6 separate regions of the Mus musculus genome follow, and regions 1, 2, 3, 5 and 6 are each linked to region 4. The links are chromatin contacts, called in public Hi-C and HiChIP or PLAC-seq maps. All regions are on one chromosome and are shown on one strand. Each heading gives the region's core, a stretch centred on a gene start, on an enhancer-like site or on the middle of the called end of the contact. The rest is flanking DNA. Distances are from core to core; before and after follow the strand shown.

Region 1 (3,560 bases), core at 355-2,854, 540 kb after region 4:
TGGCCACTCTAGGTACCTCACGGATGCAATATGTATGGCATGTGCATCTGAGTGTATGAATGTCCATCAACCTGCATGTGGAAGTTACTCTTCACCTCATTTTGTTGAAATGGGTCCTCTCGTTGAACCCAAGGCTCGATAGTTAGCCAGCAAGCTCCTGGCTTCCTAGCTCCAAGCTTCATACTTCCTAACCCCCCAGTGCTGCGATTACTGGCATGTATAGCCATGTTGGTTTTGTACATAACGCTGAGTTTTTAAACTCAGACCCTCATGCTTACCCATGGTGGCATCTCCCTATCGTAGTATCTTTGAGTTTATGACTGGAAATTTCCACTCAGTGTACTGTTCTGAAGGTTTGCCCTTGTGCAGGATAAGTCCGAACTGCTTGCCTCTAAGGCTGACCGATATTCTATCTATTGTATGTGTGTGTGTGCTTTATGCTGATCTGTCCAGCCTATGAGAACTAGTATTCTGTTATATGTGTGCCCCATGTTATCCTCCTTCAGCCTTCTCCCCATTTATCTATAAGCCTGTTTTCCGTTCATCTATCTTTTGACTATTGTACGTAGCACAGTTATGGATCACTCTTTCCATTTCAATCCTGTTTACGTGGGTCTTAGACCCACGTTCATGAAGAACAAAAACAAAGCAAAACAAACCAAAAAACCCATTAAGTCATTCACATTTTCACTAATTGAAATGCCCAGGAGTAGCCTGAAGAAACTCAGCCCAGAAGGTTAGGTGTCCTTCTGCTGAAATATAAAGTTGTGTTAAGGAAAAAGCACCCAAAGATTGTCTCATGCTTACAATCTTTTCTTATTTTATTCATTGCTGGTATTATTTACTTTAACAAAAATCCATCCAAAAGCATTTTGTTAAGGCCACTAGTATGTATTCAGTGCCTTTCGATCGGTCTTGGCAGTAGACAAACCTGAGAGACAGAAAAGCCCAAAGACCTAAGCTGTCCTCAGAAAGAAGAATGGTGTACCATCAGGCCTGCCAGTGCACCAGGAGGCTCAAGGAGACTAAATAAACAGAGGAAAGAGGGGGAAATATGACTGAACATTCTAGATATGAAAAGACTAAACACAGAAGCATATTAAAAATGACAAATTATGAAAACAAGTTCTTGAGTTACATCAAATCGCAAAGACAGCGGTGGGAAAGGGTATTATTGTTACTATCCGCTAAGTGAGAATCACGAAAACACGGTCAGTGGGGAAAAAATGTGTATATTACTGAGAGCAATGATTTCTGACTCCCACCTTCCAACTGGCTTCCACATTCATGTTAATAGATCTCACTGCCTCTCTGTGGAGCCTAGGATTAGTAATGAAACGAATAAAACGATAGTTAAAAATAGCTTCTATTAAGATCTAAATCGAACATTTGCAGTGGAGAAACCACTTTCTAGCTGGAACAGCAACATGGCTTTGGTTACATTCCAAAGCAGAAATCTGACTCTGTTATCTTCGTTTGTGAGAAGGAAGGAGGACTTCACAATTTTCATTTCAGCTTAAATGACTCAACAGCCCTGACAAACATGGAACACATAAGCCAGGAGTCCCTGAGGCCTGCTAAAGGGGAAGTGTGTCATCTAATGCCTTCTCTGTCTTCCCCTCCTCATTTGGCCTTAAACTCCTTCTTATTCAACTCCGGTCTCGAGTCTGCAAGGAAGGCAAGATTTGTTTCTCAGATAAAGAAACTGGGCCTCAGAGAAAGAATGGAACTTCCAAGGTGGCCCACCACGTTAGTAACTGACGAAGCATCAGTCCCCTCTAGGTCTCCATGACAACATGGGTGTGCACCCATGACAACATGGGTGTCCTTCCTCCAGGGTCATGTTCCTACACGATTCCACTGTGAATATAGGTGTCATTCTTAAGCCTATTGTAAGCACTTTGCAAGTACCTCATTTCATTCTAAACCAACAGAATCATGATAATGTCATCATCATAATAATATAATCATATTATGTACATTATATAATAATAAATAATAATAATAATCAAATAATTGTGCTAAAGATGGAATATAAAGTTAAACTTTACGTGCACTATTTTCTCAACATTGTTATGGTTCCAGATCATTAGTTGTTCCAGAATGTTGTCTGAGGCCTTTGAACACATGTCCAGAGTCATATATTTTATGTTATATGTCAGACTCACAAAATGATACATAAAGAAATCTGTCTGTCATCTCCCTTTGTGAAAATTATTTTCTACATCAAATGACTAGTAATAAGACACAGAGGTGGCCCACATGGAAGTTCACAAATGTTTGTAGTTCCAGTCCTGCACATCTGATGCCAGCATCTTACCTCTGGGGACATGAGACATTCGTGTGGCACTCACGAACTCACACATGCACATAAAAAACAAAGAGAAACTCATGACTAATGACTAACGACCCTGCAGAGTGAATGAGTGACTGGATGAACACACAGTGCAAATACATAGCGAAAGCAGGATGCTAACGGCATCATACATGAACAATCAAGCATCATGGCCCAGCCTGAAAGAAAAAGAGTATCCGAACCCAGAGCAGGGGGAGGCACAAGTGGCTTGGACAAACTCCAAGTTTTCACATATAAACCTCTTGAGATTTGTGTCAGTAGCTTCTGGGATTTTAGCTTACCCCAACCAGATTATTTTTTTTAAGATTCAAACTAGAAATGGTGGGGTACACTTGTAATGCCAGCAACAGGAGGCTGAGGCAGGAGGATTTCGAGTTAAAGATCAGCCTAGGCTACATAGTGAGTTCCAGACTAGCCTAGAAAGACAGAAGAAAGAAAAAGAAAATAGTTGTAAACTTAAGGCACTTACTTACATTTGAGAGGTGCAAGTAGATTTAAAACAAAAACAAAGAAGGAACGAAGGAAGGAAGGAAGGAAGGAAGGAAGGAAGGAAGGAAGGAAGGAAGGAAGGAAGGAAGGAAGGGAGAGAGGGAGGGGGGAGAAAGGGAGAGAGGGAGGGGGGAGAAAGGAAGGGAGAGAGGGAGGGAGGACGGAGGGAGGGACAATGTGTTTCCCAGGAAACAGCAAATCAAAAGGAAAATCCTTTACTGCAAGTTTTTAGAATAATCTTAATAATTTATAGTATAAGCTTTTTCCTGTCAAATCTAAAAATAGTCTGTACTTTGTACCTGTAGGGGATTTTTATTTCCCTTTATTGTTGTCTAAAAAGTATCAGTGCATAGAATTTGACTTTTTTTCCCTTACTTTTAAAGAAGCCGTTTGGAGCTGGGGAGATGGCACAGTGCATGAAGTTCTTGCTGGGTGAGTACAGAGACCTGAACGTGCATTCTGAGCATGCATTCCCTCCCAGGGCTCCTGGAAATGGTCTGCAATCGTGGTAAGCACCTCTATTCCAGTGTTGGGAGGCAGAGACAGAAGGATGCCCAGGGCCTGCTGGTCAGCCATACTAGCCAACCAAATGCTGGTCAGCCATACTAACCAACCAAATGCTGGTCAGCCATACTAACCAATCAAAAAGTAAAGAAAAGAACATCTGGCCTCCTAAGGTCTATTCCAGGGTATTTGTATCCACATATACACATGT
Region 2 (3,436 bases), core at 347-2,846, 560 kb after region 4:
AGAATTAAAGGGACAGCCTGTGGATCTGGAACATTCCACTGTCCATATCACTAAGTCCAAATTAATTAGTAAAGTTCTTCAACATAGGCGTGGCTTTTGTCTAAGACGTTAAGATAACAATAGTGGCCAGGCACATAAGGACCAGGAGGGCTACTTCTTAAAATGCACTCTTGCATCCACACCCAGGTTCTCCGAGTTTCTCAAGACGCGGCTAACAAATGGGCACTTTGAGCAGCTGTCTGTGATACTTGTGTACACCAATGTTTAATAACTCTGGATAATTTTTATAAAGTAGGAAATCATATCATATAGCCCGCCAGTGGAAACACTATGCACTGCCTCCTTAAGGAGAAGCAACAGGCCAAAACAAGCAACACGGGAGAAAATATTTGAAACTTTAAGCTGGAAAAAAAATACCATGGGGCGGGGGAGGGCAGAGAAAAACATTTTACCTGTCTACTACTAGATTACTTGCTAAAGAATCAACTTATTGCTGTCTTAGACATAACTCGCAGGTGTTACTCGTTGATCACAAAAAGCAAGTGAAGGCAAATACAACTAAAAGGAAGTGATTTGCCATTACTAAGAATGAGGAAAATAATTCCTAATTTCTGCTGCTCTTGTTTTAGAATTTGCTGCTGATCTTGTTTAATTGCTTCTCTTTGCGTAAGAGCTTTTGAATAATGTTTCCTTAAAGGTATAACAGGACCAATTCACTGAGTTAAACTCTCAGCTGTCCACAGACCTTTACTCTGTATTCCAATGTCTATGCTGGAGCAGAGAAAAAAATATATATATAATGTAGAAATACACATGATATTATATGTAAAGTCATTGTTTAAATATAGCCAATAATTCATAATACAAATACAAAATGGCTAAAACTCTTTGTCAAGACAAGGACTGTATTTGAAAGACTGAACAAATAGCAGTATATAAGACTAGATCTTGTTGAAGTATATGATCTATATTTCTTACATTTGAAAGAGATAAAAAAATTATTTGTGCAAATTTTGTTTATAAATATATTTTATTCAGGTGCTAAAAAGTTAATTTTTAAATGTGTGGCTTTTGCTGAATAAGTAGAAAATTCCATTATCTATCAACTAGACCCAGGTAAAAAGTAACAGAGAGTGATCAGAGGAGAGATACATTATGCATGCAAGGAAAATTAAAACTCGGGATGTTGGGGGGGGGGGCTGTGCTTTGATGTATGAAAGAGCCATTGTTGTGGGACAAAACCTCCCCAGTGTGGGACAGAGATTAAAAAGGAGGGAATTGCTCAGATCAAGGTCAGCTGAGATATATGAATAACATAAATGCTATTAATCTAGTATTGAATGAATCTCGGGAGTTCAGCGGGGTACAGTTTGTGGCAGAGTTCGAGGCGGGAGAGGTTTTTCTCACTTTGTATTAGATAATGAGCACATTCATCAGGATTCCTAAATACCATCCAACCCGGCAAAGGAGGTGCTTTAAGGAGCTCGAGAGAACAAATCAAAGCCTAGATCTGAGGCTGAGAGAGGTACTAGGGATGTTCCAACAGCGCAGTGAGTTTTGTCCTTGCAGGCATCCATACAATCTCACTCGGCAGGACGCGGCATGAGAAAGGATTTCTGGGTTGGCTTGGGAGCAGCTTATTATGTCTACCGTCGCCGCACTTGTTAGGACCTCGTTTGATAGTCAGAAAAGATGCAGACACTACAAATACAAAACGAACTGCTTCTCCTTTCTTCAGGGAAACTCTAAAATCACTAAATAAGGATGGTTTGCTGTTCTCAAATTCAAATCTGCCCGAATCCTTTGGGTCTGCAGCTGGTATAAAAAATGCACGCTACTAATTAGTCAGATATACATACATGTGTGTCTATAAGACATTCTAGATTCATATTTTAAAAAAAAACACAGTAGTGAAGAATTGAAACAATAGAGGACAAAAAAAGAAAAGAAAAGAAAATGTAGATTAAAATAAAAAGACTGGTAATAGTAACCAAATGGGAAGAAAGCTAAGAGCAGAGAAAATAAAAGTATAAAAATAATTCAAAAATCAGCATATTAATAACATTAATCTTTCACACTAATGGATTACATTTTTGTCATTCTACTAAGGCATGGAACTTTATATAAATACATTGAAAACATCATAACAAGTGAGCTGCAGAAGGCTTGTGAATAACATCTTAAATCAGACCCAGTGCCTACATTCACCGAATTGCTTGGGTCCTGTTTCAACCTCATTCACTCATTCCCATTCAATAAATACTCAGTGCCTAATAGCACTTGAAGCATCGAAGAGTCTAACGGACACAACTCCTGCCTCCGTAAGTCTTTGTTTTAAGATTGGGCGCTCAAGGAGCTGAAGGAGTCTGCAACCCTATAGGTGGAACAACAATATGAACTAACCAGTACCCCCAGAGCTCCTGTCTCTAGCTGCACATGTAGCAGAAGATGGCCTAGTCGGCCATCATTAGGAGGAGAGGCCCCTTGGTCTTGCAAACTTTATATGCCCCAGTACAGGGGAACGCCAGGGCCAAGAAGTGGGAGTGGGTGAGTAGGGGAGCAGGGTGGGGGGGGGGAGATAATAGGGGACTTAGGGGATAGCATTTGAAATGTAAATGAAGAAAATATCTAATAATAAAAAAAAAAAGGATTGGATGCTGGGAGTGTAATATAATTCAGTGTTGGATGCTTGCCTAACAAGGCTCTAGGTCAATCATCAGCACTGGGGGGGGGGGGCGTAGAAAAAAAGAGGAGGAGGGAGAGGAGGAGGAAGGGACAGTGATGATAATGTAGATGGCTACTAAATAAAGTCCTTCAAAAACTTACATCCATGAAGAACCTCAGAAAACTATCTTAATTGGGAATAACAGTCCTTATAGATGCAACCATGCAAAGATCTTGAGATGAAGTCATTTAGATTGAGTCCTAACTCAATGATTGGTGTCCTTATGGGCAGACACAGAGGAAGCAGTGACTGGGAAGGGCATGGAGCACAGGATGGTGTGAGGCCAGGGTGGGAAGCCCTGCGGGGAGCAATGGAGGAGAGAAAGGGCTGGTTCTCTTAGAGCCTTAAGAGAAAACCCAATTTGCCCAATTTTCATTTCAGACTCCCTAGCCTCAAGAACTAGTCGATAATGAATTTCCTTTTGTCTTTTTTTTTTTTTAGATTTATTCAATTTATGTATGAGTGTTTTACACGTGTACCATATGAGTGCTTGGTGCCGTTAGAGGTCAGACTAGGGTATCAGACCTCCTGAAACTGAAGGTATGGATGGTTGTGAGCCACCACACGAGTGCTGAGAGTTGATCTGTCTCTCCAGTTTGAATCTCTGTAACCTTCAACAACCCTGCCTCCCTAGATCACTCTATTGTTCAGCCACTGTCGCTACTGCTACCTGCTGGGAGTCCACCTAGCTATTCAGGAGACTACATGTGG
Region 3 (3,586 bases), core at 135-2,634, 530 kb before region 4:
AATTCAGCATTGGGGAACTACAACATACCATACTGTTGAGACAGCTTTATTCAGGTCACAGACGGCAAGGAGATTGTTCCTAAGGGAGAAAACGCTCGAGTAGGAGAATGGAAAATCGGGATTTCATAAAATAAAGAGGCTCAGGGAAAAGAATGGAGAATTCTTGGTCACTTGGGAAGGGTGAATGGAAACTCACCTCAGAGCGTCAGAAGGCAGGGTGGTCATTGTGACTGTCCAACCTTATATGCATGGGCTGCATGGGCCCAGGAAGCTATGAACTATGGCTATGGTGCAACATAAAACCATAAACTTACATGAAACATAAACTTTTTGTGTGAGAATTTCGTATGCACACACAGTGTATTTTGATCAAGGCCATTCCCTGTTCCCGTAATTTTGTTCCTTACTTTCTTCCTAACTCTTGAGGGAGTGGAACTATGTAGGTGATAACATTGTGTCACAATGTCAGAGAATGCCACACCTGGTGGGGGCAGGGGGTGTGAGATGAGAGAAATCTTTTGCGTTTTCCAGTCCCAAAGGTTCAGGCAAGCTTCAACATTGCCACTACATTGCCATAGTCTTTCTTGGATGTGAAAATGTTGTCAATTTTTTAAAAAATCCCACTACTGACTAAAAAAACAATTGGCCACTGAAGGTTTTGAGGTGCTGTTACTTTGCCAATTAATTTGCCAAGAGCAGACATTTTGACAAATAGCCTCACTTTTCCTATATGACCTCATAAATATATACTATGTTACAACTTAAACATAATTCCCTTCAAAATAGCCAAATCCATTAACGAAGTTAAAATAAGTCTGGTGATTTAAAAAGAGAAATGCCTTTCCCAGGAACATCTTCACGTGCATTGTACTAAAAGGAAGTAGACAGGGATGGGAGAGAGCTTGAAAATCCTAGCAGTCAAACACGTGCAGTAGAGGCAAGACAAAGTGTTTACTTTTAAAGCTTTCTGAGACAATAACTAATCTTGAAGTTTGGCCTCCTGTTGTGATATAATATATTTGAATGTCATCAATATATTAAGTGCAGTAAATACTGAGTTAAAATTCTCTGGAAAATCTGAAACAAGTTTTATTTCAACATCGCAATTTTTCTTTTAAAGCACAGCAGAGCAGAGCAGCAAGTCCCAGCATTCATGTTTCTGCTTTCCCAGTTGCCAACATCCTCACTCCACGTCTGCTCCTGAAAGTAATATGTAACTGAGTCCATGTCTTAACCAGTTGTAATTGGAAAATCTATTCATCACCCAGGTGTGAGAGAGACTGGTCCCAAAGAGACAGATGATGGACTGTGAGGAATCTACCCCATAGCTCTCTTTCCCAGGGACTGGACCCTGGGGATGTTGTTCATATCCAGATGGAAGGAGTGTCTGCTCCTTCACAGGGCCCAGGGAATTCCTACTCTTCCTCCCCATAGATATAATTCTTGCTGATTCTACTCTCATCCAGAGCACCAGATGCTGCAAGCCATGACCTTGGAAAGAACACCACTGATCGTTAGAAAGAGAGTCATAAAACGAAATCCAGAAAGATGGACAAAATGAGAGGACAGGCCACACCACAGGACAGAGCACAAACAACAAAAGCAGAAAGAAATGGAGACGTAAAGAAAGTTTAAGGAAGGGTATGAAGAAGAAGGAAAGGACGTGGGTAACATAGGGAGTATCCTTTGTCATACGTGTGCACCAGTTGTCACAGGACTCGGATCTGCATATTTTCTAGTCTAAAAAAATCGTCTAGTCTAACTAAAAAAAAAGAAAAAAAGAAAAAATCTACAAACTTGCAGAACTCTAGTTTGGAAAATAGGTCTACATAATTACTATTTTTAAAAAGTATAGTTCTCTTAGGAATTGTATAATACACAATCTTCCTTCCTTGCTCTAATCTTATTGCAAATAGCAGACTATTGATTGTTTCTAAGCCAGCCTTCTCCTTCCTGTGCAAGGAAGGATCCAAGTGTAAAGTGGCACTCCTCTGAACCTCTTTGCTAACAGTGACTCTTCTCCCATTGTTCTGGAAGCGCTGACACTTTCTTCATCTTTCTCCTTTTTCCTCCCTGTGGGAGGAAAACATCTGTATGCCTTGGAGAAAGGGCGATGATAGAACGGACCTGAGGCCTTTCAGTCTGTTAACCAGGGTTTACTTTTTATGGTTCCTTTTCTTTTCTTTGTGCACTGCTCATTCTGAAGGATAGCCACGTTTTACAGTCTATATATACCCCTTTGTAGTAATTAATCAATTTGATGTTTAATCGTCACGTTTGCCAAGGCTGTATTTTATGTCAACTGATGCGTTCAGTCATTGGGATTTTTAAAATAAAAACAAACGGTCTTTCAAAAGACAGGAAAATAATCTAATACTCATCTTCAAGCCATGTTTTCCCTTGTTTCAGAGACTTTTAAAACAGAAAATATAAACACCATGAGAAAAACTATATTAGCACAAACAGACTACAGAGTGTCATCTGGAAACTTTGAACAGGAAAATATTATTTTAAGGTTACAAAATGGAACAAGATATCCATTTAATTTTTGTTTGAACAAACAGCAAAGTAGCATTAATAGCTATAGAATTCATGAAAACAAGAAAGGGAGGGTGTGTAATAGTGAACGTGAGTGTTGGGAGAAGCTTGACAAGGGAATTATCAGCTGTTGGGTGGAGCCCCTCAGAGGGCAGTTCCCCTAGGTTCCTGACTGCCACCTTTACAGAGTGTCACTGATAGTGTCAAGAATTGGTGCTTGCCTATGGGATGGGTCTCAAGTTGGGCTGTTTATTAGTTGGCCATTCCCTTGGTCTTTTCTCCATCTTTGTCCCTGAATTTCTTTTAGACAGGACAAATTTTGAGTCGAAAGTTCTGTGGGTGGATTGGTATCCTTATTCCTCCACTGGGGATCCTGCCTGAGTACAGGAAGTGGTGTCTTCATGATCCATATCCCCACTGCTATGTGTCTCAGCTAAGGTCACCAGCATTGAATCCTGGGAGCTTCCCCCATCACAGGTCTCTGGCAGGTCCTAGAGATCCCCACCACCTCACCACCCCTGAAAGCTACACTTTCTTTATTTTTCTACTGATAGACACCTTGGCAAAGGCTGGCTATTGTGAATTTACTGCAATAAACAGAGAGGTACAAGTATGTTTGTTGTTTGTAAACAGAGTCCCCCAGGCACATTCTTAGGTGAGGTATAGCTAGGTCATACATTAGCTCAATGTGAGGATTGTTTTGTTTTGTTTTGTTTTGTTTTGTTTTGTTTTTTAAGGACCTATGATAAAGATTTCCTTAGTGACTGAACTAATTAATATCCAAACCAACATTTGTACCAATAAGAAATTTGCAACTGCCTCCACCCCCATTGTTCCCAACATTCGTTGTTGCTTGTTTTATTATAATAACCTTTCTGATTGAGATGAGATAACACCTATGGAGTTTTAATTTGTATTTCCCTGATGGCCATGGATGTTGTTGAACATTTTTTCCAGATGCTTATTGGACATTTATATAATTTCTTTTGAGAACTCTGATTAATTCATTAATCACTTTTTATTGCATGGTTTTCTGCTATTGTGTTCT
Region 4 (3,771 bases), core at 949-3,448:
GCAGCGGCGCCCGCGCTCGCCTGCTGGAGACTCCACGGATTCCGACGCCGCGTGAGCCGCGGTGGCCGGAGAGGCCCTGCTGTCCTGAGCCCAGAGTGGCTGGGACGCGACTGAGTCGGCCGATCGAGCGTCTTCCACCCTCAGCCGTGGAGTTGGGGGGACGCAGGCCAGCGCCCGGAAATAACGCATGCCACTTCCCCTGCCATCTCTAGTTCCAAACCCTAGGCGAAGGAGGAGAGTGGTTGGAGAAACACCGAGAGGGCAAGGAGAGAGCGCAAGCCAGGCGAATGAGGTGCCAGGATAAGTTAGAGACGTCGCCAGAAGGCAGCTAGAGCCCAGGGTAGCAGCGAACAGGTGAGGACTGGAGCGAGAGAAGTCAATCTCCACGTTTTTAGGAGCTCTAACCTCGCACCGTGCAAGGTCGCAGGTGCTGTGCGGGGATTTTGACCTTATAGCAGGTACCTTCCGGTTTAAAAAAAAAAAATGTAAAATCTCAGCTAAAATTGCAACGTGTGCGTGTGGATGCATTTCAGTGACCCCCACCCCCCCGCGCGTGCTTCCATGTGCAGGCACCTTAGTACAGCCGCGGCCAGAGAGTACCTATTTAGAGTTTTAAATGGTTAACTATAGTCCGCTTCCAACATGAACAGGAGGAACTTATATGAGAATGTTCTAGGTGACAGATAGTGGGATTTGAAAGATGACGCTCTTTTTATTTATGGTTTCGCGAAGGAGGAATTCTGTAGTGAAACAGACTCTTCCCCCCCCCCCCCATTTCGGAAGTCCATGATGTCGCCCTGAGTAATCGCGTGGGTATTACAGAATTAATTTAAAAGGTTTTTGCATCGAGCAAAACAGTACCAAAAAAAAAAAATCTTCAAAAGGCCTCCATCTATAGATAATCCCTCTTAAAAAGGAAATTCTAACAAACTACAAGTCCACACACAATCCAAAGCCAATCCCAGCCAGAGCAGAAGGGACTTGAAACCCGAATCTACATTCCGTTCCTCCCGTACAAGGCTCGGGAGGTGGGGGAGGCGGGCTGTGCTGGTGCCCGGTGTATAATCGGGTTAATCCAGTAGACAAAGAATAAACCAATAGCCCTCCCACCTCACTTCCCGCTCCCCTTTCCCTCCCCCTCCTGTTCCCCCACCCTCTTCGCCCCCTGGGCATCGGTGGGGGAGGGGTGCGGTGGAGCGGGGCGGGGTGGGGGGGAAGACAGGAGAGAAGAGGTAGGATCGAAATGGAGATTCCGAATCGAATCTAAAAAGCTGCGACTCGCTTTTCTCGCTAGCACCGGGCGGCCGGGTTAGTTTGCAACGTTCTTCCTTCTCCCCTCCCGGCGGCGAGGGGGAGAAAGTTCCCCAAGCGAGGCCAGCCTCGGGCTGGTATGGTAGCCTCTGGGTGGGGGCTATGGGGGGGGGGACCCTTTAAGGTCAGTGTTTCCTTGAAACTAGATAAACTGACCCCGCGGCGGCCCGCGCGGCCCCGCGTGACGGCGCCGGGGCTGCAGGAGCGGCTGGGGACGCGCGGGGCGGCGCGGTTGCCCTTTTGAATGCCTCCTGCGGCTCGGAGCGCTGGCGGGCGCTGGAGCGCGAGTGAATGTAGCCCCGCGGAGCCAATGAGCTGGGACCGGATGCGATATATCCTCTGGGACAACAACTGCTCTGTTCCGCCTCGGATCCACATGACGCCATTTACTGCTGCCGCGGCCGCTGCAGAGCTCCCTGCCTCCTCCGGAAAGGCGAGGGCGCAGGCCAGCGGCGCCCTCCCCCCCCGTACCCCCCCCCCCCATCCCCGGCCGGGCCCCAGACCCTCCTCCCCCGCCGCCTCCACCCCCTCCGCACCCCCACCCCCGCCTCGGCTTCGCCGCCGCGCCTCCGCAACGCCCAGTCTGCACGAGCGAGAGCTGCGCGCCGCAGCGCCAGCGGAGGAGAGGGGCCGGCGGAGCGCGCAGCGCCCAGGCCCCCGCGCGCGCCCGGCCCGGCCCTCGGCCCCGCGCCTGCCTCCACTTGGGAGCAGCCCCGGGCCCCCGGGTCTTGGCGAGCTGGCCTTAGGTTCTTTGTAAGGCCGTGCTCGCCTCGCTTTCTCTCATCGACCAGGAAAAAAAGAGACTCGCCAACGTTGCCGCTTCGGCCTCTTGTTCATTGAGAAAAAAAAAAAAAGGAGAGAGAGAAGGGGGGAAAAAGGAAATACTCCGCGTGCGCTTCTGGAAGGGAGGTCATCTATCCCGGAATCCGGGAGGGTTCCAACGGTGGAGGACTGGGTTCCAAAATTTCCCCGTGGTTTTAATCCACCGATTGCTTGGAAGTTGGACTGAAGCAGAGTTTGGAAAGAAGGAAAAAGTTTGCATCAGGACTGGATTTATTTGCACATCGCTGGAAGAAGAGGATTCAAGGGAGAGGGGTTGGTGCAAAGCCGCGATCACGGTGAGGAGCGTTTGGCTTTTCCCCTTCTGGAACCATAGCCGGCCGGGAGTGGGGTCCGGGTTCCTCTCTCCACTAAACCAGCTTGCTTCTCGGGAGCATTAGGGAACTACCCCGCGGATCTCCTTCGCCTAGAACAGGGGTTCGGCCATGGCCGGGCTACAGGGTACGCCTATGCAGTATCCCCCGTCCCACGACAGCTCACTCGTAAGGGGTTTGGGGCGGAGGACCGCTTCACTGCGTTCTACTCCTATCCCTGCATTGGCGACGATTCAGTCGCCGAGAGCTTTAAGGGAGGGAAAACACAAAGTGTTTTCTAGGTCGCTGTTGCAGGCTCTGGCATTGCTAACCTGTTCCTCCATTCGTTTGAAGGCTAAGTTGTAGAAGAGCCATCCTGAGGCGGAGGCGCCTGTGGGGCTGCGGTACTGGGCTTCTCACCTCTCCACCTCACCGGGCCAGGAGACCCGGCAGGCGAGCGGAGGCGAGAGTGCCAGGCGGAGGGAGTCCCCGCCTCTGCCGGGTGTGGACAGTCTAGCCCGGTGCGGGTGGGAGCGTCGCCCAGCCTGGCGCCGCGTCTCTGCGGTTCGGAAGTGCAGCTTTCTCTTTTTTTCCGTTCTTCGTGGTCGGCCTAGGTCACGCTTTTTTTTTTTTTTTTAATATATTTGGACACTGAGGCTGACTTAGCACAGGAAGAGATATCAAGTGGTCGCGATCGTTTTCCATTACCTGAAAGTAGGTGGCAAAATAAAAAAGGCTAGTTTTTTCCCCCCTTCCCTCTTTTGTGTTACTGTTTTTAAGATTTGGAGTCTTAACGCCTTTTTTACAAAGGGGTTTCTGTGTCGGTTTGCCCCACCCTAGTGCTGAAGTCCTTTCCCCCTAATCCTTAGTCTGATCACACACTGTTCTTAATGGGGGTTTCAAAGCACTCAAAGGGGGAGGGAGAGGAACTGGGAGAGCGCAGAAGGGGGGGGGGCTGCATTGGAGGCGGCCAGGGATCTGTAGAAATCAACTTTTTTTTTTCTTCCAAAAGATGCTACTTTGCACAGCAAGCAGGTCCTCACGGAAAAGTTTCCGATCCCCGGGGCTCATAGTTGTGTATGCCTGGCGGGTGCAGTGGGGCTCTGGATGAAGCTATTTTTCTTTCGTTTTAAGAAGTATGTCTTATTCTTTCTGATCTAAAAGGAGGTAGGCGTGTGCAGATTACAGGCAGTGCTTGCTTAGGTCATTGCCCCGTGGAGTCGCTCTGGGAGTGTGGGTGCAAGCTGTGCGCCCTAAGCCCGGCTCTTCCTCGGGCCGTCGGCTTTGGAAACTAGTGAGGACGGCCGTTTTGAGGGCCTTCCCAGAA
Region 5 (3,295 bases), core at 372-2,871, 620 kb after region 4:
CTTTTTGAGCGCATCATCCTTCATTCCTTCACATACAAACAACCTGGAAAAGAAAAAAATAAACTACAAGATGTTGAATTTCATTCTCTGTGATTCCAATTTTCATTCCCCCCCCCCCCCCCCGACCATTACCATGGTCTTTTACTCAGACATCTAAGAATGTCTAAGTATGCTAAGAATGATGACTTCTAATGGTTAAATATGAGGTTTATTTCCAGCCCTCAGCCTCGCTAAGGTCTTCAACACTTTTCAACACATTGAACAGCACTGACTCCAGTCATCCCCTTCTTTTCCTCACTGACCATTCGTTCTGCTTTTTGAGAGATCCATGCTTTCCTTTACAGAGTGTGGTGGTTTGAATGAGAACAGCCCCCTAGGCTCATATATTTGAATAACTGGTCCTCAGATGGAAGAATTGCTTAGAAAGGACGAGGAGGTGTGGTGGTATTAGTGGAGGTGTGTCTGATAGCAGGCTGATGCTCTACCATTCTCAGTGGGCTTTCTCCTTCCTGTTTGTGGATTTGGATGGCAGGCCTCAGCTGCTGTTTCAGTGCCAGCCTGATGCCATTATCCTCAGCACGACACCATGATGATGCTGTCCTCCTACCCTCGGGATCCATAAACCCCACATAAACCCTCCCTTCTGGAAGTTGTGCCCTGGTCATGGTGTTTCATCACAGCAATACAAAAGTAACAGAAACAAAGACTCTTGGCTACAACTGACTCCTGAGCAATCGATACTCTTGTATCTAAGAGCTGGACAGGAGCTAGATTACACATCATGGTTTGGGCTAAGTTACTTTTAAAGGCATTAAAGTCCCTAACCTAGTGTGCTGTTACTGTCAATGTACTGTCACGAGCATTCATCTGACATTTTAGAACTCAGCGTGACACACTCTCCTATCCACTATGGTGCTCAGCCTTCCTAATGCTGACACCATTTAACACAGCTCCTCAGGCTATGGTGATCCAACCATAGCATTATTTTCACTGCTATTTCATAACTGTAATTTTGCTACTGATATGGACCATAATATAAATATTTGTATTTTCTGGTGGTCTTAGGTGGCCCTTGTGAAAAGGTCATTTGACCCCAAAGGGATGGAAACCGACAGGCTAAGAAGGGCTGTTCTAGAAGAGAGCGTAGTTACTAACTAAAAAAAGAACATGATTTGGTGTCAGGATATCTAAATTTAAGATATAGATATCCTACTTGCCAATAAGCTTGAGTGCGTTATTAATCTTATTAAGCTTCACTTTATTTCTGTGATTCATGTAGCCTTATTTGCTCAGCCAACCAGTCATTAGTTTTACAACCACCACTTACTAAACCTAATAAGCTCCTAGTATAATACTGGACATGGTAAATAGACTCAGTCCCATTGATGCACAGAACCTGTAGGTTCTATAGGTTCTAATGACCTCTAGGGAACAGCCATGCTTCAGCAAGGACAATAGAGGAGACTGACTGACTGTAATCCTAGGTAACAGTGGACAGAGGCTACCAAGGACCAGGCCAAAATGCCAACTTCTTCATAGAAAGCTTTATTCTCCCCTTTACAAACGGAAAGAGGCTAAGAATAGAATCCTCTAGCAAAACTAAACACAGTGACATAAGTTACCAAGGCGTGCTGTTGCTGATGATGCATTCGGGAAGTAGCAAGTGCCAAGATACCACTACAGATACTATTAAAAGGCTGATCCATCAAAGTGTTACATACAAAAGCAAAAACTCTCAAAAGTTGTCAAGGTATAAACACATAAACTGAGTAACTCTGGATTATTAGAAGACAAACACCGGTGTAAACATATACAATGAACTCCCTTCCCCTCTCTATCTAAGTTAGCAATAATACATCCCTAAACTTATTTACCAGATAATAAGTCTTAGTGAGTTTTTAGATTTAAACTCACAGCAAATGTCAGTCTCAAGTGTACCAACTTCCCATATAACCCTGTCCCAGAGATCCAAGACCCCCTCCCTAGTTTCTTTATCCCCACCAAACTGGTACGACTGTGAAAACCGACGAGCCCACTCTGACCCACGACACACATCATTATCACTCAAAGTTCAGTCTGGCTGTTAATTTTGTGGTTGATGGCAAATGTCAAAGGACCCCACCCATCCTTCCTAACAGTACAGTTACTATACTAACACTCCTCTGTACACGCAACCTAAACTCTTTCCTCACCACGACATAGCAAGCATTGATAATGTTTTTAACTGACTCCAAAAATAATGTCTCCAGGATATCACACAGTTGAAATCATGCAGTACCTAGATTTGTAACCCTGGCTTCTTTCAGCTGGTAATATGCACAGACATTTACTCCCTGTTGTTTGATATTAAAATCACTCATTTTAGGTCTAAATAAATGTCACTGTCTAGGGCTGGAGAGATGGCTCAGAGGTTATGAGCACTGACTCTCGGTTAATGGACTTTTCTTCCGAAGGTCCTGAGTTCAAACCCCAGCAATCACATGGTGGCTCACAACCATCCTTAACAAGATCTGATGCCCTCTTCTAGAGTATCTGAAGACAGCTACAGTGTACTTACATATAATCAATAAACAAACAAACAAACAAACAAACAAAATGTCACTGTCTAGAAGCACTCCAGTTTATTCACTTACTGAAATGTGTATTAGTTGTTTCCATTTGGGAAATTACAATCACAGGTACTGCAAACACGTATGTGAATATGGTACACAAGCCAAACGGCTTTACAGCTTCTGACTTTATCCGTTCACTGGTTACATAGAACTGACTTTTTCACGTTAATGTCATATTCTCATTGTAATTCTTATAAGTTCCAAGAGTTTTGCTCATTCTTCCATATTTTACACAGATACTGCCAATAAAAATTTGTTGTTTCCTAATCTATACCTTTTATTTCATTTTTTGTAGTGAAATGCGCAAAATTACTTTTGTTATTTTGAAATATATATTATTAACAGTAGTTATATAACTAAGCAACAAAACACCAGAACTTATTCTTAGCTAACTGTAAGTGTGCATCAACTGGCCAACTCTCCATCTCACCCTCCAAATCACTTTAAACTTCACTGAGCCACGCCAGAGTTTCCTAAATGGCAGACACTGCTTTGGAGGCCCCCGTTAAAAGGCTGGCTCACGGAGAAATGACACAGCTCTGAAACCATAGAACTACAAGCAAAGAACAAAAACTCAGCTTACAGGAATATCAATAGGCACTTAGGAACAAAAAAACAAATAAAGATGTCTAGAACCTCCAACATTAAAGAAAAACAAAACAAAGAAGTTTAATAGAGTGAAA
Region 6 (3,355 bases), core at 15-2,514, 520 kb after region 4:
CCTATGGTGTTTCCCTCCCAAAGAGCCCTTAAGCCAAAGCACTATTTGTCTTCCCTCTAAAATTGCCTACTAAATGGCATCTGGATATTTGAAAGACTATAATGGCATAAAGAGATATAGCCCAACCTGTAGCACTTCTCCTGGATTACTGAAGCCAGTGGATTGTCTAAATTCTTCCTTTTGATGTGCACCAAATTCTGAGGAAGAGTCTCATTTAAGCCTTAGAAAATGAAGGCCTTTGCGCCACTGAACATAAAAACATTTATAACTCACTTCAGTTTTCCTGGATGTTTCTGAGGTACCTTCCCCCCACCCACCCCAGTTCCCTCCTCAGCCAGTACCTCGTGCAGAGGGCTTTAAGGTCTCTGTGATATTCTTAAACATTCCCTCTGGGGATGAAGGGAAGGAAAAGAGCACCAGAGAGCGAGCTACAAGTCTCCACACAGACCTCTCTTTCAGTTCAAGTGTGAAGAGGGAGATAAAAAGCCAACTACAGACACACTGTCCTCAGAAGGAGCCAAGAGCTACCCCAAAGATTGGCAGCTCCAAAAGGCATCAACAGGAATCCTTTTGGTAATTACCAGTTCGGAAATGTCATCCCAATGATTGTGACAGACATAAAGCAGCTGCACTTTGTTGAGGAAGAACAGAGGCCGGGCCTGAGCAGTAACAAACATCGGGCCAGCTGCAGCCTGCTCGCCCTCCTCAGCTCTCCTGTTCCAGACTTGCCAAATGCTGAAGCAATTAATCACACAGTAGAAGTGGATCTAAAATGTCTGAAATTGCCTGGTGAAGATTAACTGAATCTATCATATTTCCAGCCTGATTAGGAGGGAGGCAAGAGTGTCTTTTTATTGCAGAAAGCTTCACAGTCAAGTTAATTGCTAAGATCTTAGGCTGGTCATTCCAATTCCAGCTGGAATTTAGAGAATCCTCTGGCCAGAAATCCTTATTTTTGAGTGAGAAACAGAGAGAAAAAGACACAGGTATTTGCTTTTATGAATCTCTGGGGTAGAATCAAAGGCTCCAAGCTCAAGCCAACACAGGTGTCCTTGTAACCTAAAGAGCCATTGAAGAGCAACTTTAAATCTGTTCTGCCTGTTTGTCTAAAACACCCACCCATTCCTGGGTGGAGAATTCCAGTTGCTGTCAGGGGTTAAGAGGGCCCCTGGAACATATGCCATTAGCTTCACACTGAGGGAAACGTGGGCCTCTCTGCTAGGCTGGTTACGCTTCTCCATAGTCAAATGGTCACTGCCCCAGAAAGCCATGTTGCTTCAGTTCCAGAGAAAACACACAGCTGGCATGCAGCTGTGGTATAGCGTACCTCCATATGCCTAAGGTGAAAGGTTCTGGTGACCCCAGCCCTAGTACCTAGATGAGTGGTGATGGCCTTGTCACCTGCAGATCCCAAGGGGATCTAACCTGTAGTATCCATCCATATCCAGCCACTGTCCTCAAACTCTCCAGACCCAGGCCTACAAAGAATCCCTCTGAGACTGTCATCCCACCCAAAAAACCGACTGCTTCCTTTTTTTTAACTAGTGCGTCATTCAACTCTCTTCTTGTTTATTCCTTTGGAAGTGTCTTTTCTATAGGATCTGGAGAGATTTACTTATTCTATTTTAAACTATTTTCTTATATAACATTGGCTCTAAAATTATGCTTTTTTAATTATTATTATTATAAAGAGCTTTTCTAACATCACGGAGATTGCTCAGGGGGTAAAGACACTTGGTGACCTGCAGAGGAACCTCTGAACTATGTAAAGATGGGAATTGAATTCCACAACTTTTTCCCTGACCTCCCATGCCCTACTTAAACATACACACGTGTACACACGCAATAATTAACTTTTACGCCTTTATTTGTATAAATGTATTTCTTAACACAATACTAAATAACACCTAATGTTTATGTTAACTATCCTTTAAAATGGATAAAAGACCCGTGTGTGGTCATGAATAGATAAAGGAGAAGCAATGAATTTGGAAAAGAACAAGTATTGTGCATTCTGTCTCATGTGTGGAAACAACAACAATTCACTGTGAATGTACAAGAGTAAAAGACCAGAGAGTAGAAAGAAAAAGAGGGAAAAGGAGGCGGGGCTGGATTCCATCAGAGCGCATTGCATACATGTGTTGAGATACCACACTCAACCTCATTAATAAGTACAAGTAAGACATCCTAATCAAAATTTCATGTAATTATCAAGCAGTTCCAGCTATTTATTATGATCTGAAGAGAAAGAAAGCCTAAGACCTGAAGAGTCCTCATTTAAAATAAGGTCCCTGAGTACCTGCTCCATCCTTGGCCATGTGCTTCTTTGGCTCCGTTCTATGTTTATATTAATATTCCACTAAACTAAAAAGCAGTGGCCACTCATATTCAATACTTCCTCCCTCACCAGGGACATGTAATTCACTTTCATACTATTGAGCAATATTGTTCAAAATAGATAAATGTATATTTATTTTATTTCATAACTTGAACAAAATAAACAGACTTTTATGACAGATTCTCATCTGTTGGGTAGCAATGATGTACGTACACTTCCTGTGAGTGCAGACGTTGCTGTCTTTCCAGGAGTTAGAAAATCAAACTCAAGCCCATGCCTCTGCTGCACACATGAACATTAAAGGAGATAAATAAGCAATAAAATGAGCAACATACATAAAACTTACACAAATAGAATCTTTAAAGCGATAGGGAGCCACAGTTAACAAAAGTTTGTGTTGTTCTGCTTATCTACACAGATATCCAGTTCTGTCTAGTATGCACCTTACTGACTTACTGTCAGTCAAAGGTAGGAGAAAGATGCTGAAACAACAAACTTTAGACTTAAGCATGTTCACCAAGGATGAATAAATTGGTGGTATTAAAGCCACATAGAACTAGAGGTAAGGAAGGAGAAATGCCATCTTCAGAGTGTGGCACCAAAAATCAACAACAAGGAGCCAAGGGCACAGTCAGAGTGGAGACAGTCCCACTGACCATGGCCACAGTGGAGACCCACTGACCATGGTCACAGTGGAGACAGTCCCACTGACCATGGTCACAGTGGAGACAGTCCCACTGACCATGGTCACAGTGGAGACAGTCCCAATGATTCAAGAGTCTACAACCGAAGTAGAGAATCATTGGGCCTGTACATCTTCTCAGAATAAAGATTGTAAGTGAACAGAAAGGGAAACACAGTCATAAGGGGGAAAAGCATCATATGAGTCCTCAGGAAACTCCCTAGGGACCTAAAATCTTAAAGGTCATTCTCAAATATCCAAATGATAGTCACATGACTGATGCTTTAGGATAGTCCCTTTAAATATGTTTTTAATGTCACATTTGAAATATATGA

What was found. A called contact is a pair of places that touch in the nucleus more often than the background predicts. HiChIP or PLAC-seq counts read pairs in DNA pulled down with a chosen protein or histone mark.
Region 1: a Hi-C map of uterus shows a contact between it and region 4, with 2.3 times the contacts expected there. The contact joins the enhancer-like site here to the promoter of Spry2 in region 4. A contact is called at or near these places in 2 of 484 Hi-C or Micro-C datasets (nephron progenitors and uterus), 20 of 115 datasets of contacts at active chromatin or transcription factors (acute myeloid leukemia, bone marrow-derived macrophages, craniofacial prominence and 14 more) and 2 of 9 other capture datasets (embryonic tail and liver).
Region 2: an H3K4me3 HiChIP or PLAC-seq map of forebrain shows a contact between it and region 4, with 10 times the contacts expected there. The contact joins the enhancer-like site here to the promoter of Spry2 in region 4. A contact is called at or near these places in 3 of 39 promoter capture datasets (the C10 cell line, embryonic stem cells and hippocampal neurons), 2 of 15 datasets of contacts at CTCF or cohesin (the NIH/3T3 cell line and large pre-B cells), 26 of 484 Hi-C or Micro-C datasets (B cells, the N1E-115 cell line, cerebellar granule neurons and 16 more), 31 of 115 datasets of contacts at active chromatin or transcription factors (the NIH/3T3 cell line, acute myeloid leukemia, bone marrow-derived macrophages and 21 more) and 3 of 9 other capture datasets (embryonic stem cells, embryonic tail and liver).
Region 3: a Hi-C map of uterus shows a contact between it and region 4, with 9 times the contacts expected there. The contact joins the enhancer-like site here to the promoter of Spry2 in region 4. A contact is called at or near these places in 1 of 15 datasets of contacts at CTCF or cohesin (the NIH/3T3 cell line), 2 of 484 Hi-C or Micro-C datasets (both in uterus), 5 of 115 datasets of contacts at active chromatin or transcription factors (acute myeloid leukemia, astrocytes, craniofacial prominence and 2 more) and 1 of 9 other capture datasets (embryonic tail).
Region 5: a contact with region 4 is called in an H3K27ac HiChIP or PLAC-seq map of thymic regulatory T cells, with 6 times the contacts expected there. The contact joins the enhancer-like site here to the promoter of Spry2 in region 4. A contact is called at or near these places in 5 of 39 promoter capture datasets (the C10 cell line, embryonic stem cells, hippocampal neurons and 1 more), 6 of 484 Hi-C or Micro-C datasets (B cells, LSK cells, cerebral cortex and 3 more), 15 of 115 datasets of contacts at active chromatin or transcription factors (the 230-238 cell line, acute myeloid leukemia, astrocytes and 10 more) and 2 of 9 other capture datasets (embryonic stem cells and macrophages).
Region 6: an H3K4me3 HiChIP or PLAC-seq map of embryonic limb bud shows a contact between it and region 4, with 6 times the contacts expected there. The contact joins the enhancer-like site here to the promoter of Spry2 in region 4. A contact is called at or near these places in 1 of 39 promoter capture datasets (embryonic stem cells), 1 of 15 datasets of contacts at CTCF or cohesin (the NIH/3T3 cell line), 3 of 484 Hi-C or Micro-C datasets (the N1E-115 cell line, the STO cell line and muscle stem cells) and 18 of 115 datasets of contacts at active chromatin or transcription factors (the 230-238 cell line, SST interneurons, acute myeloid leukemia and 14 more).

The regions. Positions count from the first base shown.
Region 1 is chr14:105,350,150-105,353,709 of GRCm38.p6, reverse strand. No RefSeq gene overlaps it. Among named protein-coding and RNA genes, the nearest start is that of Gm24207, 75 kb to the right of the region's middle. Within about 2 kb of position 1,604, at least 19 of the 459 cell types and tissues checked have an H3K27ac peak or open chromatin away from gene starts, as enhancers often do. A contact at or near this core is called in uterus, where this site is marked.
Region 2 is chr14:105,331,766-105,335,201 of GRCm38.p6, reverse strand. No RefSeq gene overlaps it. Among named protein-coding and RNA genes, the nearest start is that of Gm24207, 56 kb to the right of the region's middle. Within about 2 kb of position 1,596, at least 41 of the 459 cell types and tissues checked have an H3K27ac peak or open chromatin away from gene starts, as enhancers often do. A contact at or near this core is called in cerebellar granule neurons, cerebellum, cerebral cortex and 7 more, where this site is marked.
Region 3 is chr14:106,426,524-106,430,109 of GRCm38.p6, reverse strand. The region is part of intron 2 of 1700128A07Rik (RIKEN cDNA 1700128A07 gene); the gene reads left to right. Among named protein-coding and RNA genes, the nearest start is that of 1700128A07Rik, 58 kb to the left of the region's middle. Within about 2 kb of position 1,384, at least 7 of the 459 cell types and tissues checked have an H3K27ac peak or open chromatin away from gene starts, as enhancers often do. A contact at or near this core is called in uterus, where this site is marked.
Region 4 is chr14:105,895,246-105,899,016 of GRCm38.p6, reverse strand. Spry2 (sprouty RTK signaling antagonist 2) reads left to right here and starts at 2,198. Exons shown (of 2, transcript NM_011897.3): 1 at 2,198-2,429.
Region 5 is chr14:105,271,072-105,274,366 of GRCm38.p6, reverse strand. All of the region lies in intron 1 of Ndfip2 (Nedd4 family interacting protein 2), which reads right to left. Among named protein-coding and RNA genes, the nearest start is that of Gm24207, 4.3 kb to the left of the region's middle. Within about 2 kb of position 1,621, at least 10 of the 459 cell types and tissues checked have an H3K27ac peak or open chromatin away from gene starts, as enhancers often do. A contact at or near this core is called in hippocampal neurons and thymic regulatory T cells, where this site is marked.
Region 6 is chr14:105,375,225-105,378,579 of GRCm38.p6, reverse strand. No RefSeq gene overlaps it. Among named protein-coding and RNA genes, the nearest start is that of 5430440P10Rik, 51 kb to the left of the region's middle. Within about 2 kb of position 1,264, at least 53 of the 459 cell types and tissues checked have an H3K27ac peak or open chromatin away from gene starts, as enhancers often do. A contact at or near this core is called in the N1E-115 cell line, craniofacial prominence, embryonic basal ganglia and 4 more, where this site is marked.